4 separate regions of the Sus scrofa genome follow, and all the other regions are linked to region 3. Evidence: chromatin contacts called from public Hi-C, HiChIP or PLAC-seq and promoter capture Hi-C data. All regions are on one chromosome and are shown on one strand. Each heading gives the region's core, a stretch centred on a gene start, on an enhancer-like site or on the middle of the called end of the contact. The rest is flanking DNA. Distances are from core to core; before and after follow the strand shown.

The links. Promoter capture Hi-C pulls out the DNA fragments that hold promoters and counts their contacts. A called contact is a pair of places that touch in the nucleus more often than the background predicts. HiChIP or PLAC-seq counts read pairs in DNA pulled down with a chosen protein or histone mark.
Region 1: a promoter capture Hi-C map of fetal liver shows a contact between it and region 3, with 4 times the contacts expected there. The contact joins the promoter of SLBP here to the promoter of UVSSA in region 3. A contact is called at or near these places in 2 of 5 promoter capture datasets (fetal liver and liver) and 1 of 2 datasets of contacts at active chromatin or transcription factors (alveolar macrophages).
Region 2: a contact with region 3 is called in a Hi-C map of retroperitoneal adipose tissue, with 2.4 times the contacts expected there. The contact joins the enhancer-like site here to the promoter of UVSSA in region 3. A contact is called at or near these places in 11 of 47 Hi-C or Micro-C datasets (alveolar macrophages, embryonic fibroblasts, fetal liver and 6 more) and 2 of 2 datasets of contacts at active chromatin or transcription factors (alveolar macrophages and skeletal muscle).
Region 4: an H3K27ac HiChIP or PLAC-seq map of skeletal muscle shows a contact between it and region 3, with 4 times the contacts expected there. The contact joins the promoter of FAM53A here to the promoter of UVSSA in region 3. A contact is called at or near these places in 1 of 47 Hi-C or Micro-C datasets (liver) and 1 of 2 datasets of contacts at active chromatin or transcription factors (skeletal muscle).

The regions. Positions count from the first base shown.
Region 1 is chr8:816,827-819,670 of Sscrofa11.1, forward strand. It overlaps SLBP (stem-loop binding protein), which reads right to left and starts at 1,328. Exons shown (of 8, transcript NM_001244857.1): 1 at 1,181-1,328; 2 at 972-1,088. The coding sequence starts at 1,239.
Region 2 is chr8:775,076-777,878 of Sscrofa11.1, forward strand. It overlaps FAM53A (protein FAM53A), which reads right to left. Exons shown (of 6, transcript XM_021100891.1): 6 at 2,006-2,803. The coding sequence ends at 2,587. Among named protein-coding and RNA genes, the nearest start is that of FAM53A, 20 kb to the right of the region's middle. Within about 2 kb of position 1,411, at least 33 of the 83 cell types and tissues checked have an H3K27ac peak or open chromatin away from gene starts, as enhancers often do. A contact at or near this core is called in alveolar macrophages, fetal liver, mesenteric adipose tissue and 3 more, where this site is marked.
Region 3 is chr8:571,875-574,966 of Sscrofa11.1, forward strand. It overlaps UVSSA (UV-stimulated scaffold protein A), which reads left to right and starts at 1,427. Exons shown (of 14, transcript XM_021100878.1): 1 at 1,427-1,579; 2 at 2,515-2,650. The coding sequence starts at 2,553.
Region 4 is chr8:794,704-797,843 of Sscrofa11.1, forward strand. FAM53A (protein FAM53A) reads right to left here and starts at 1,680. Exons shown (of 6, transcript XM_021100891.1): 1 at 1,572-1,680; 2 at 929-1,048.

The sequences.
Region 1 (2,844 bases), core at 78-2,577, 240 kb after region 3:
CTGCAGCTGCTGCGGTCAGATTCTTAACCCACCGCGCCACACGGGGAACTCCCTGAAAAGTCTCCTAAAACCTGAGCACCTCCTTCCCCAGGGCAGCCCTGCTCCGCCCGCCCCTCTTCACCTTGGCAAACGGTCCCACCAGCCGAGGCTTCAGGCCTGGCAGCTCAGTGCTGCTGGACTCTGCACCAACCCCCGCCCCCAGGAAGTTCTGAAAAGTCTCGGGCAGCACCCGGCTCGGCCCTTCCGCGGCTCCGTCCTCACCCCCGCTTCGCCTCAGCTCAGCAGCTGCCCCTGCAGGGCGGCCTCGCCTCAGGCCTGCGGAGCTGCCAGGACCCCCTCCCACGGCACCCCGGTCCCCCCAAAAGGTCCCCCGACAGAGGCCTCCCCCGGCCCGGCTCCTCGCCCCTCTGCCACACGCCGGGGGAGCACGGCAGGAGGCAAGTCCTGTTCGGCCCCAGACCGCAGGCTGCCCGCCTGCGAGACGCTGCGTAAACCGGGGGGCGAACGCTCGAGGCCGGCGGGCGGCGGGGGCAGACGCGAGCTTCCCCCTCCGCCTGCAGCCCGCCCGCGACTTGCCGCGACTCCGGGCCGACCCCGAACGTTCCTGCGCTGACGTTCCGTCCGCCACGGCCACGGCCACGGCCTGGGCAGTTCTCGGGCCAGGCAGCGGGCGCAGGACCCCGCGGGGCCCCGGAGACGCTGCGCGTCGACGCCTTTGAAGGCCCCCCGCCCAGCCGCGTCGCCAAGGTCTGAGACGGGGTCGCCCCGGTGCCGCCCCGGGGACGTACAGGGCTCGGCGCCCGAGCCCGGCTTGCGATGCCACCCGCCACCAAGACACCTCACAGGCCCCCCGACCGCGGGCCCGCGCGAGCCGGGGGGGGCGACCCCCGGCGCCCCGGCGAGTCGGGGGCGGAGGCCCCGCCCGCGCTCACCCTCGGACCGGCCCGGCCCCCCGCGGCCCTCGGGCCCACCTGTCGGGTCTGCGGCCGCCCGCCGGCCTCGCGGGGCCCTCGGCGTCCTCCGGCTTCCGGCGCCTCCCGTCGGCCGTGCGCTTGCGTCCCAGGCTCCATCTCGCGGGGGGCGGCGGGCTGGCGACGAGAGGCCGCGTCAGGACGGAGCAGCCCGGGCCCCCCGCCCGCGCGCCCCGCCCGGGAGCCCCCAGCGCGCGGCCCGGCCTCACCTGGCGTCGCCGTCGCGGCGGCTCCCGCACCCGGAGGGGCTTCGCGGCCGGCAGGCCATGGCGACGCGGCGGGCGGGGGCGGGGGTCCTCGGGTCCTCGGGTCCGGCGGCGGCGACGCTGCCTTCTCCGCGCGGCGCCGACGGACTGCGCGCGCCCCGCCCCCAACCGCCTTTATCGGCCGCCGCCCCGCCCCCCGGGCTCCCGCGCGCGCCGAGCCGGGCGAGACCATCGCGCCTACGCCGGGGGGAGCCGCCCGGCCCCGCGCGCCCCGCAGGCCGTCCCGCCGGGGGCGGGAGAGGCGGGAGCGCAGCGCCGCACGCTGCCGTCCTGGAGGCGGAGGGGCGCCGCCCGGCCGACCGAAGCGGGGTTCCCTAAAAACGCTGTCCCCTCCGCCATGGAGGCGGCCGGGCCGCCGCCACCCTCGGACGCCGATTGGCCGCGCCCTCGCGGACTCGGGGAGGGGTATTGGCGGGAGATTCGGGCGCGGGCGCGCCGAGGCGAGGGGAGGGGCCGGCGAGAATCGCCGAAGAGCCCCGTCCCGACGGGGAGCGGCCCCTGATTGGTCGGCCCGGAGAGGGCGGCCTCCGCTGGGCCGGCCGGCCGCGACCGCAGGACCCGCGCTGGCGGGAACCGGGAACCCGGAACCCGGAAGGGCCGGCGCCGGGGCGGCGCGGGCCCGAGGTCTTCCGCGGGCGAGCGCTCTGTGGTAACTCGCTCGCCGCCCCGGGAGCCTGGCGCCGCGAGCCTCCGTCAGTCCTCGCCGCTCAGCACAGCTCACGTCCGCCGCCTCCGGCAGCGCTCCCCGCGGGCCCCCGCTCAGGCTCCGGGAGCGCTCCCCGCCCTAAGGGCTGATGCTGGGCGCAAGAGGAGGGAAGGAGGACCCCAGCGCAGCGAGAAATAAGAGACACTGGGGATGCAGAAAACTCGAGTGCACCTGCGGCGCTTTTCCCCTTCGGCCTGTCAGGTTCCCGGGCCAGGCATCGAACCAGAGCCGCGGTTGCTGCCTGTGCCAAGGCTGCGGCAAGGCCAGATCTCAACCCGCTGCGCCACAAGGGAACTTCCACCTCTCTTGCTTTTGTTTGTAACGGGTTGTACTGTACCATTTTCTACAAAAGTTCAGGGTCCGGCAAGAATATAAAGGAGGAGTTCCCTTCTTGGCTCAGCGGAAACACATCTGACGAGGATCCCTGCGGACGCAGGTTCGATTCCTGGCCTCACGCGTTGCTGTGAGCAGTGGCGGCGGCCGCAGACGCGACTTGGATCTGGCGCGGCTGCGGCTGCGGCGTAGGCCAGTGGCTGAGGCTGATTCGACCCCGAGCCTAGGACCCTCCCTATGCCGCGGGTGTAGCCCTAAAAAGAGGAGAGAGAACATAAGGGAGCAGGAGGCACACGCTGTTGAGGAACTCCCGGCCCAAGCCACTCTCTCGGCCACCCAGGCACCCCAGCGGACACAGCAGAGAGCACAGGCTGGAGGCCCCAACACCTCGGGCCGCTGGCATCCTCCCCAACATAGGGCCCCGCGTGTTGACCCCTCCCAATCCCCCAGACCCTTCAACAAGGGTGCCGGGGAAGTGGACTTTTTGAGACCCCAGCCCCCCAGCTAGGAATCAGAAGATCCCTAGAGTCTGCCTCCTTTTTCCTCTCATTCTGAACAAATACGCACA
Region 2 (2,803 bases), core at 161-2,660, 200 kb after region 3:
AGGCCTGGCGTGGGGGACGACCCAGGGAAGGGGGCAGGGTCCAGGGGAAGAGGAGACCCCAAAGCAGCCTGGTGGAGGCAGCCAGAGTGGGCCTGGGAGGGGGGCTGTCCGGCATGACCCCTGTCCACCCCCTGGGACCAAGGTGTCCAGCCACCAGCACCTCTGCCTGGGCAGGGTCTGCTCCAACCCAGAGCCCTGCCGGCACTGACTGTGGAGTTGATGCCTGAGGACCAGCCCCAGGGCCCCAGGAGCTGAGCTGCTCTGCAGGCCCCTCCCACCCACATGCCCATGCTCCAGGGTCGCCCACCTGCCCCCAGGGCCATTACCCACACCAGACCCCCAGCCCCCGACCTGGCACTTCTCATGACTTCAGTGAAACGACTCCAGGCATGGCCGCCCGTCTGCGTACACGGCCACCATCCCCCAGCCTGTGCCCCCAAGCACCCCACGTGGGCTGCAGGGCCACCGCGGGTGGAAGGACAACAGGACAGAGATGGGCCAGCAGGCCATGCACGTTGCCCTGGCCCCGAGCTGACACCTGAGCAAGAGGTGGGAGTGCCGGGGGACTGACCCAGCTGGGGGAGGAGGAGGGGAGAGGACAGCAGGGACCCCCACCCAGGGCCCAAGAATAGCAGGGGGCGTGGCCACTCGGAGAGGGACCCCCCCCCACCCCCTGATGGGCAGGAGGGGCGGGGCGTCAGGGGCCTCCCAGGAGGAGGAGTGTGGGCATGGGGACGGGCAGGAGCCAGGCAGGACCCAGGGGCCACCGTGGGGGCTGGAGCCACAGGGAGCACCTGACAGGGGCTTGGGGAGCAAGTTCACACACAGAGACCCCTGCCTCTGGCCGAGGGACCCTGGACAGGGAAGCTGGATGTGGGGGCGCCGAGCCTGCCCTGGGCCCACCCCCGACCGCCCTGTCCGCAGCTCAGGAAGGGGTCCTCGGGAGACGGGTGGGAAATGCTTCAGCCCCAGGTGGGGGATGTTTCCTGGGGCTCCGGCAGGGGTGTCCCGAGCAGGGTCGGGGGGGTCCTTCCGGGGCAGGGCGCTCAGGTCCTCTGGCCCTTGGCTGCAGCTGCCCTGTGACCACGACTCGGCCACAGCCCAGACAGACCCCGCGCAGCCCGAGCCTGGTGACCTGGCACCCCGCAGGGAGGGGTGGGCGGGGCTCAAGAGGGGCCCACCCTGGAGCCCAGACGGCAGGATGTGGCTGGCGGGTGGCTCTCACCTGGGCTCCCAAGCAGCCTGCGGTCCCGGCCAGGCTCTGCCCGGCTGGGTGGGCCTGAGGAGCTTCCCCGCCCACCTGCCACCCGGGTCTGAGGGCGAGGCTGGGCTCACTGCTGTCCCCTCCCAGCCTGGGTCCTGCAGCACCGCCCCTCGAGCCCCTCCCTCGGGAGGTGTCCTGAGAGGGCTCTCCAGCCAGACACCACCACCACGCTGTCCTCCTAGGCTACACCCCACGCCCCCACGGTGGCGCTGCTGCACCCTGGCTGCGTCGGCATGTTGGTTTCGTTCTTTCCTCTTTCAGCTAAACCTGGACAGCTTCCAGAACCCCGGAGGGGCCCAGCCGCAGAGGCAGGGAGCCTGGCTAGACACGCAGGCTGTTGTCCCTTTCGGCATCCGTCTGCTGCAGAGAGGGCCACCCGCTCCTTCCCCAGGAGAACCAGCAGAAGCCAGGGCGGCCTGCTCTGCCCCCTGAGGACAGCGGGCCCTCGGCTACAGCCGAGGTTTCGAGAAAGACGCTGGCATTTATCAGAAAAGAAACCGCGGCAGCCACTCCAGCTGTGCCAGGAAACACGCCAGACCAGGTGCCCCTGGACTTTACCTAAGGGACTCGACCTCCTCAGGAGGGGCCACCCGGCACATGAGACCGCCCCCCCACCGGAAGGGAGGCCGGAGGGCGGGGGGGGGTCAGAGGCCGCCCGCTGCCCAGTTTTGCCCACCTTCGCTCTACGTGCAGAAATGACCGGAGCTACAACGTTCTCAGGAAATCAATCAAGAAAATGTCTCCAAAGATTGGAAATGTTTTCTTTCAACGTCACGCGCTCCTTCCTCTTATCCAGAGCGCCTCAGACCTACATCTTTGGCAGAAGCCCTGCGATCTTACGAAACCGGACATCTCATGCCCCGGCCGGGACCGGCCTCGGCCGGGGAACCCGGACAGGAAAGCAGCGTGCAGCGGTCGCGCGTGCAAAGCAAGTCAGTGCCTTCTGCTGCAGCGACACGGCAGGGCCACCGGGACCCCGCGGCCTCAGCCACAAGAGCACCCCGCCCGAGACAGGCCCGGCTCCAAACAGCAGGCCGGTCGGGGGCACGGGCTGGGGGCTCTGCCCGCGGGCGTCCGGGTCCGAGGAGGGCCCGGCAGCCAAGCCACGAGGCGCCCGTCACGCAGGAGCCCAGGCCCAGGCTGGGCGCTGAGCTCACCTCCCCCGAAAAGAATGCCCTTCCGAAAAGGCGTTTCAAAACAGAGACGCTTTCTCCGAACTGCAAGAGCCGTAACAACGCCAGATGCTTCTCTAGGAAAGACGGCGTCGGCGTGAATTGCAACGTCCAGAGCAGCCAGCCCGGCGGCCCGGCCCAGGGCAGCGGTCAGTTGCTCTCGATCTGCTCCAGGTCCAGCTCGCCCTCCTCCCCGGCGCTGTCCCAGTCCCTGGGGTCGCCCCGACTCCCAGCCTCGCCGGCCGCCCACTCCCACGGGGCCCCCAAGCTGGGGCTGGTGGGGCTGGCGGGGCCGGGCCGGGCGCTGCCTGGGGGGCTGTGGGGGTCACGCCGGGAGGACGTGGCCGCCTTCGCGTGGGTGTCCTCC
Region 3 (3,092 bases), core at 177-2,676:
ACTTCTAATTCCAGATCACGGGAGCTCCCTGGTGGTCCAGCAGGTGAAGACTCAGCATTGTCACTGCTGTGGTGCAGGTTCCATCCCCGGCCTGGGAATTTAAGCATGCCTGGGGAGTGGCCAAAAAAGTCTAGATCATGTAAACCTGCTACAATGGAAAAAATAAAAACCATTAAAAAAAAGTCTAGATCATGTTTGTCACCCCAAAAAAGAACCTCTGCGGCCATCAGCAGCTGCTTCCCTTCACCCCGACAGCAGCCCACACGGGTGACAAGTCTGCTTTGGACTTGCCTTTTGCAAGCATTGCCGTCTAAATGGCCTCACCCTCCATCTGGCCTTTGTGACGGCCTCCTTTCACCTAGTGTCCTGTTTTGAAGGCGAACCCCTGTTGAAGCGCACCAGTGCTGCAGCCGGTTTTGGCTGAAGGCAGGCCCACTCTGCCCCGTCACCTGAGGGGCACGGGGCTGTCTCCACCGCTGCACGAAGGCCTGTGCCATGGCCGCGACGTCCACCTTCCGGGAGGTGCCCGTCTTCAGTGCCTTCGCTCCACTCTGCCCCTCCCCGGCCCTGAAAACCCCCAACTCGCTCGCTCCCTGGCGCCCGTCTGTGCTGGTGCCGTGGGCACTGAGAGCCAAGCGGGCCTGCCAAGGGAAGGCAGAAACAAGAGCGGGGGCGCGGCCGGTGTGGAGGCCCTGGGCTGCGGCGCAGAGCCCAACAGAGGGCCGGGCGCCCGGGGCTGGGAGGCGGGAAGCGGCGGGCGGGAGAACACCTGGTGCACATGTCCCGGCGGCTGGCCCACGGCGGTCCACTGGCTCGGGGGCATCACCTGGCACTTGGGGTCCCCGGCTGCGTGAGGAGCAAATGCCCAAGCCGAGGAGCCCCCGCCTCCGTTTCGTGGGACCACCGGGCGGGCGGGAAACAGGCCTGGAAGGGTGCCCCGGACACCGCTCCCTGCGCGGCCCTCGGACCTGGGAAACACAGCCGCGCAGCCGACGCTCTTTGCCGACAGCAGGGTCGCAACCCTCGGCGGAGGGCTGGGGGCACCCGCCTCCACCCTGTCCCCATTCGGGCCCTCCGAGCGGTGCCCGTCCGGACGCCCTGTCGCGGGGGCTGACCCGAGCACCGCCACCCTTCCAGCGGTCGCGCGGAGGAGGCCGCGTTCGCACCCCTCAGGCCCGCCCCACCCTTGGCCCGCGCACGCGGCCCCTTTAAGGACTTGCTGCGCCCGCCCGCCTCCTTTTTCTCGCGCGTCGCTCTCCCCAGCGGCCCCGCCCCCGCCGGGAGCGCGCCTGCGTCACCGCGCAGACTTCGGCCGCGACCCGGCATCCGCGCCTCCCGGGTCAGGGCCCGCCGTCGCTCGGGGTCATGTGACAGGCGTGGGCGGGGCCCCCACCGGAAGGGGCGGGCTAGCGTGACAGCGGCGGCGGCGTCGCCCGGTCGATGCGGTCCTGGCCGCGCCGACCTTCGCCCTCGCGCCGCCGGGGCCGGAGCGAGCCAACCACTGCAGCGATCGGGGGCACGTGACGGGGGCGGGCCCTTCGCCGGAAGGGCGGGGCGAGGCGAGCGGCCTGGTCGCGCGGTAGGTGCCGAGGTCGCCGCGCCGCTGGGGGGGGAAGGGGCAGGGGGAAGGGGCGGCGGGGCGGGGTCCGAGGGCGCGCCTTCTCGCGGGACGCCCCTCCTGCACCCCTCCCCGGACGCTGCTCCCGGCCCCGCCTCCCCGCCGCCGGGGCTCCCCACGCACCCGCAGGTCGGCCCGACGGGTCCTTGGGCCGCGCGGTGCTGGGGGTGTGCTCGAGAGAGGGACCCTGGCCTCGGCCGCCGCGGGTGTATTGAGCCCATGTCGTGACCCTACACGTTACCGTTGGCGAGCGCGCCGGGGGAGGCTGGGCACACCTGCCCCGTCCGTCCCTCCTTCCGCCCAATGAAGCTGAGCCCTACGGCCCCCCAGGCGTCCTGGCCACCCGTGCCCCCGTGGGCGTTGAGCGACCCGGCCCCTTCCTGCCTGCGCACCTGCTGCGCGGGCGCCTTGGCCTCCTGGACACCGGTCTCTGGGCGGCGCCCCGCGCGGTGGTCAAGTCGCAGCCACTGGCTTTGCTCTCTGGAGGCTGCCTGTGGCCTGCGGGTGAATAGCAGAGTTGGCAGGGAAGAGGCGCCGCGGCAGTCGTGTGGAAAACTGATTTAAACGTAACGCAGACAGTTCCGTTCCTTCCCTTAACTCGGGATGGGTGGGACAGAGCCTTGACTGCAGCCTCTGCCCCGCTCAGCGTGAGAGTTATTGTCCTTTTCTTAATTACTCCCCCAGAGTCCTTGGCCCGGCCTGGCATCTCGCCTTGAATTGTGGTATTTCACAGAAACACAGCAACCCCTGTGAGATGGTCCAGGAGGTTCATCTGGCAGAGGCCAGGCCGTGAGGACCCAGCCTTGCACCCATGTCCCAGTGCCCAGCATGCAGTAGAGCCCAGCACACAGTCGTTAATAAAGTCAAGAGCCCTGAAGTACCGCGTGCCCCTACAGGTAGTTGCTTAGCACCTCTGTGCTCCGCATTTCTACACATGGAGCAGCAGCTCTCAAAGTTGGTGGAAGAGCTCACGATGTCGGGAGAACCCCAGCTGAGTCCTGGGAAGATGAAGGAGCTGAAGAAGATTTGCAAGTACGTCTGAGGTTCAGCCTTTCACGGTGACGGGCTGGCTCCACAAGTCCTGACAGCCCTGGGAGGTTGTCCAGCTCCCCCTGGGGTCAGCCCTCCCCTGCCTGTCCCCAGGATGCCCATCTGCTGGGGAAGAAGCGGCAAAGGAACACTCCCAGGGCCCTGCGGCCCCCAGCCGGGGCAGTGGTCCTGTCCTGAGGTGGGGAGGACACAGCGGGGCTGCGGGTTCTGCCTTTCCGTACCACGGGAAGGAGGCTGGAGGTCAGAGTGGGCTCTGCGGCTCAGCAGGACCTACCTGTCTGGTTTTTCCTGGCTGCCTGTTTGGCATGTGGAAGTTCCTGGGCCAGGGATTGAACCCGAGCCACAGTAGTGACAACCCTAGGTCCTTAATCGGCTGCGCCACAAGAGAACACTTGGTTTCATTTGCTTTGTTTTGAGGACCTAC
Region 4 (3,140 bases), core at 430-2,929, 220 kb after region 3:
TGCGAGCCTGAAAGAGGTGCACACAACACCGCAGGGGACAGAGCTGCAGGGCCCAGGGCTACTTTGACCGGACAGGGAGCCGAGGGAGACCCGTTTAAAGAAAAGCCACTGTTTCTAAACAAATGCTTTTTCAGTTTCAGTTGGGGAGGAACATTCGAGAACATCGGAATCAAGAGAAACTTCCTGCCTCAGGGAGAAGGTGGTTTCCTTCTACCATTTGGATCGAGGCTGCGCCCTCTTGTCCCCACCTGCTTCCAGGGCAACACGCCTGGGAGACAGGAAGAGGAAGCAGGATCCATAAGCTCGAGTTAAATGTCTTAACTACTGTGAAACTGAAGCACATTCTTGACGTCAAGCAAACAATCCTGAGAAATCAGCGTAAACTCAGCTGAGTAATGAATCAAGTTTGAGGGTTTTTTAAAAAGTATTTTGAGGAGTTCCCATCATGGTTCAGTGGTTAACGAACCCCACTCGTATCCATGAGGACGCAGGTTTGATCCCTGGCCTTGCTCTGTGGGTCAAGGATCTGGTGTTGCTGGGAGCTGTGGTGTTAAGTCGCAGCCGCGCCTCGGATCCTGCGTTGCTGTGGCTGTGGTGTAGGCAGGCGGCTGTAGCTCCCATTCGCCCCCTAGCCTGGGAATCTCCATAAGCCGTGAGGGCAGCCATAAAAGAAAAAAAAAAAAAATGTATTTTGAAGTTATGGAAGCTTAGAGTCAAGCAGACGTGGCCCATGATAAAATGCAAACACGGAGTCAGTTTAACGAAGACTAATACACGTCAGACCTGCCACCGAAAAGGGCACATAACGTAGAAACAAAGTGAACACTGCAATCACCCGGCGCACCTCCCTCCACTCGGGAAAGTCTTAAAGGGACCCAGACTCCACGTCTATGCAGAGAAAGCAGCTCGGGAATCCACCTCCAATCACCTTCCACAGGTCCCCGCGTCGCGCAGGTCCAGCTTCGGAGCTCCCTTAACGCACAGCTTAGCACGTCAAACTTCCTGCTTCTCTCTCGCTGCAAGATGCCAGGCAGAGGAGCCCCAGGAACTGCTCTCAGCACAGGAACGACGACAGGTCAAAGTCGGTTCAACAAGTGGCAGCGCGCCCCAGGCGAGGCAAAGGGTGCGTGCAGTGCACGGGGCCCCGGGTGCGCGGGATGGGCGGGGGTCTCGGGGCGCAGGAGGCCGGGGTGGGTGAGGCTGCGGGGGCGCAGGAGTCTCGGGGCCCGGGACTCTTGGGACGCGCAGGGGGCGGGGGGCGCGGGGGCTCGGGACTCGGCGGGCCTGGGGGTCGTGCGCGCGGCGGGGGTCCCAACCCCAGACGGCGAGCCCTCGAGTCCCCGCGCCCTCAGCGCCCCGCCCGCCGCGCTCTCCCGGTCCAGCGGCGGAAACGCTCGGCACCGACGCTGGTGGAAAAGCATCGGGCCGCGCGGGCCGGGCTTGGCGAGCTGACAGGGACGGGTACCTTCTGGGCCAAGTTCACGCGCGGCCCCGCGCCGGCTCGCGCACGCACAGCCCCGGGCGCGCGCGCGCACGGACCGGCGCCCCGCGGGCCACTACGGGCCCAGTACCTGAGCGCAGCAGGGCGGGCGGAGCCTGGGAGCCGCCGGCCCTCTGGCCGCGCTCCTCGCTCAAAGGACGACACGCCTCAACCCCGGCGGAACGGGACTGAGAGCGGCGCCCCGCCCCCTCGACACAGGCCCCGCCCCACGCCGCCGCCCCGCCCCACGCCGCCGCCCCGCCCTTCAGCGGGCTGCCCCGGCCGTCCTTGAGGAGCCCGGGGCGCGTGGGAGGCGGGGCCTGTGCCCCGGGGGCGGGGCCTTGTGGGCGAACGGGCGGGCCAGGAGGGCGGGGCTTGAGCCAACGGGGCGGGTTCCGCGCACACCAGAGCGCGTCTCCGAGGCGAGCGGGCGCACAGCGCGTGCGCCAAGCTGTCCGGGCGTTTCCCCCAGACCCCGGCCCCGAGTCGAAGCCCCACCCACCTGCGCGCCTGCGGGCGCTGGGCTTGACGTAGCTCACCGGGCGGCGGGAGGGCGTGCTCGGCGGGCAGGGGAGCAGGCGGCTGCTTGGCGCGAAGGGCTTGGTCCCGCCAGGGGCTCGGCCGTTTAGAGACCGCACTCCCCGCATCTTCCCCCTGAGCCCTGGCTCGCCGCCCACCCGCCCTGCCTGTGACCCGCTGTGTGACCTTGGGCAGGTCTCTCGCCCTCTCGGATCTCCCCGCGATTCCGCCCTGTGTGACCAGCAGGACGGCGGGTGCCCAGAAGCCGTGATCTAGGGCTCCCGGCAGGAGAGAAGGGTGGGCACTCATTCGTCTGGCGGCTGTGACCGGACCTCGAGGCGGGGGGCTCCACGTCGAGAGGCTGGCGGTCAGCGGGACTGCCCTTGGAAGGGGTCCTGCTTCCCCCTCCAGCCTTACATCCTGGGAGCCACCTGGGGTCCTGACCCCCGGACCCTGGCCTCTGACCGCCCCAGACTCGCTGGCCCCGCACAGCGCAGGACGCCCTGCCACCCCACCTCTTGGGGCAGCACTGAAACTGCACGTGTGGACCTTGGCTGTCTGTATGGGCCTGTTCATTCAAAGGATGCAGGCAGAAGCACCACCGTGAGAGGGGTGGCCAGGGCTGGGAGAGGTCTGAGGACCCTGTGGTCCAGAGCTCCGCCCATTTGAGTCTTCCCGGATCACCCAGATTTCCTGATACCCGGCTGCCAGGGCACCTGGAGGGGCACTTTAACCTGACACATTGCTACCAACTCCCAAAATGGAGCACAGTCTCTGCAAAGGGGAATTGATGCCAGGCAGGCAACCTGCTGAGCCCATCAGTGCGCTAAGCCCCAGGGCCTGGCCTGGCCTGAAATTGGGCCTTCAGGAGTGCCCTGGTCTCACTGGCCGTGCATGGAGAAGCCATCCGCAGACACTTGAGCCCAGGGCCTTCACCTGAGCCACACAGCTGCAGGAACAGTCCACCCACAGCTGTGTCCCGCCATGTGCTGGGCCTGGTTCGGGCAGTGCCCTTGCATGGGTGTACCACTGTGCCCAACCCAGGCCTCAGGGGGCACCTGTTGCCTCTAGGCAGCAGCACCCTGCAGCCCCTCCCGTGGACACAATGCCCCCTTTAACATCTTCTGGGACAAGGCCCTTC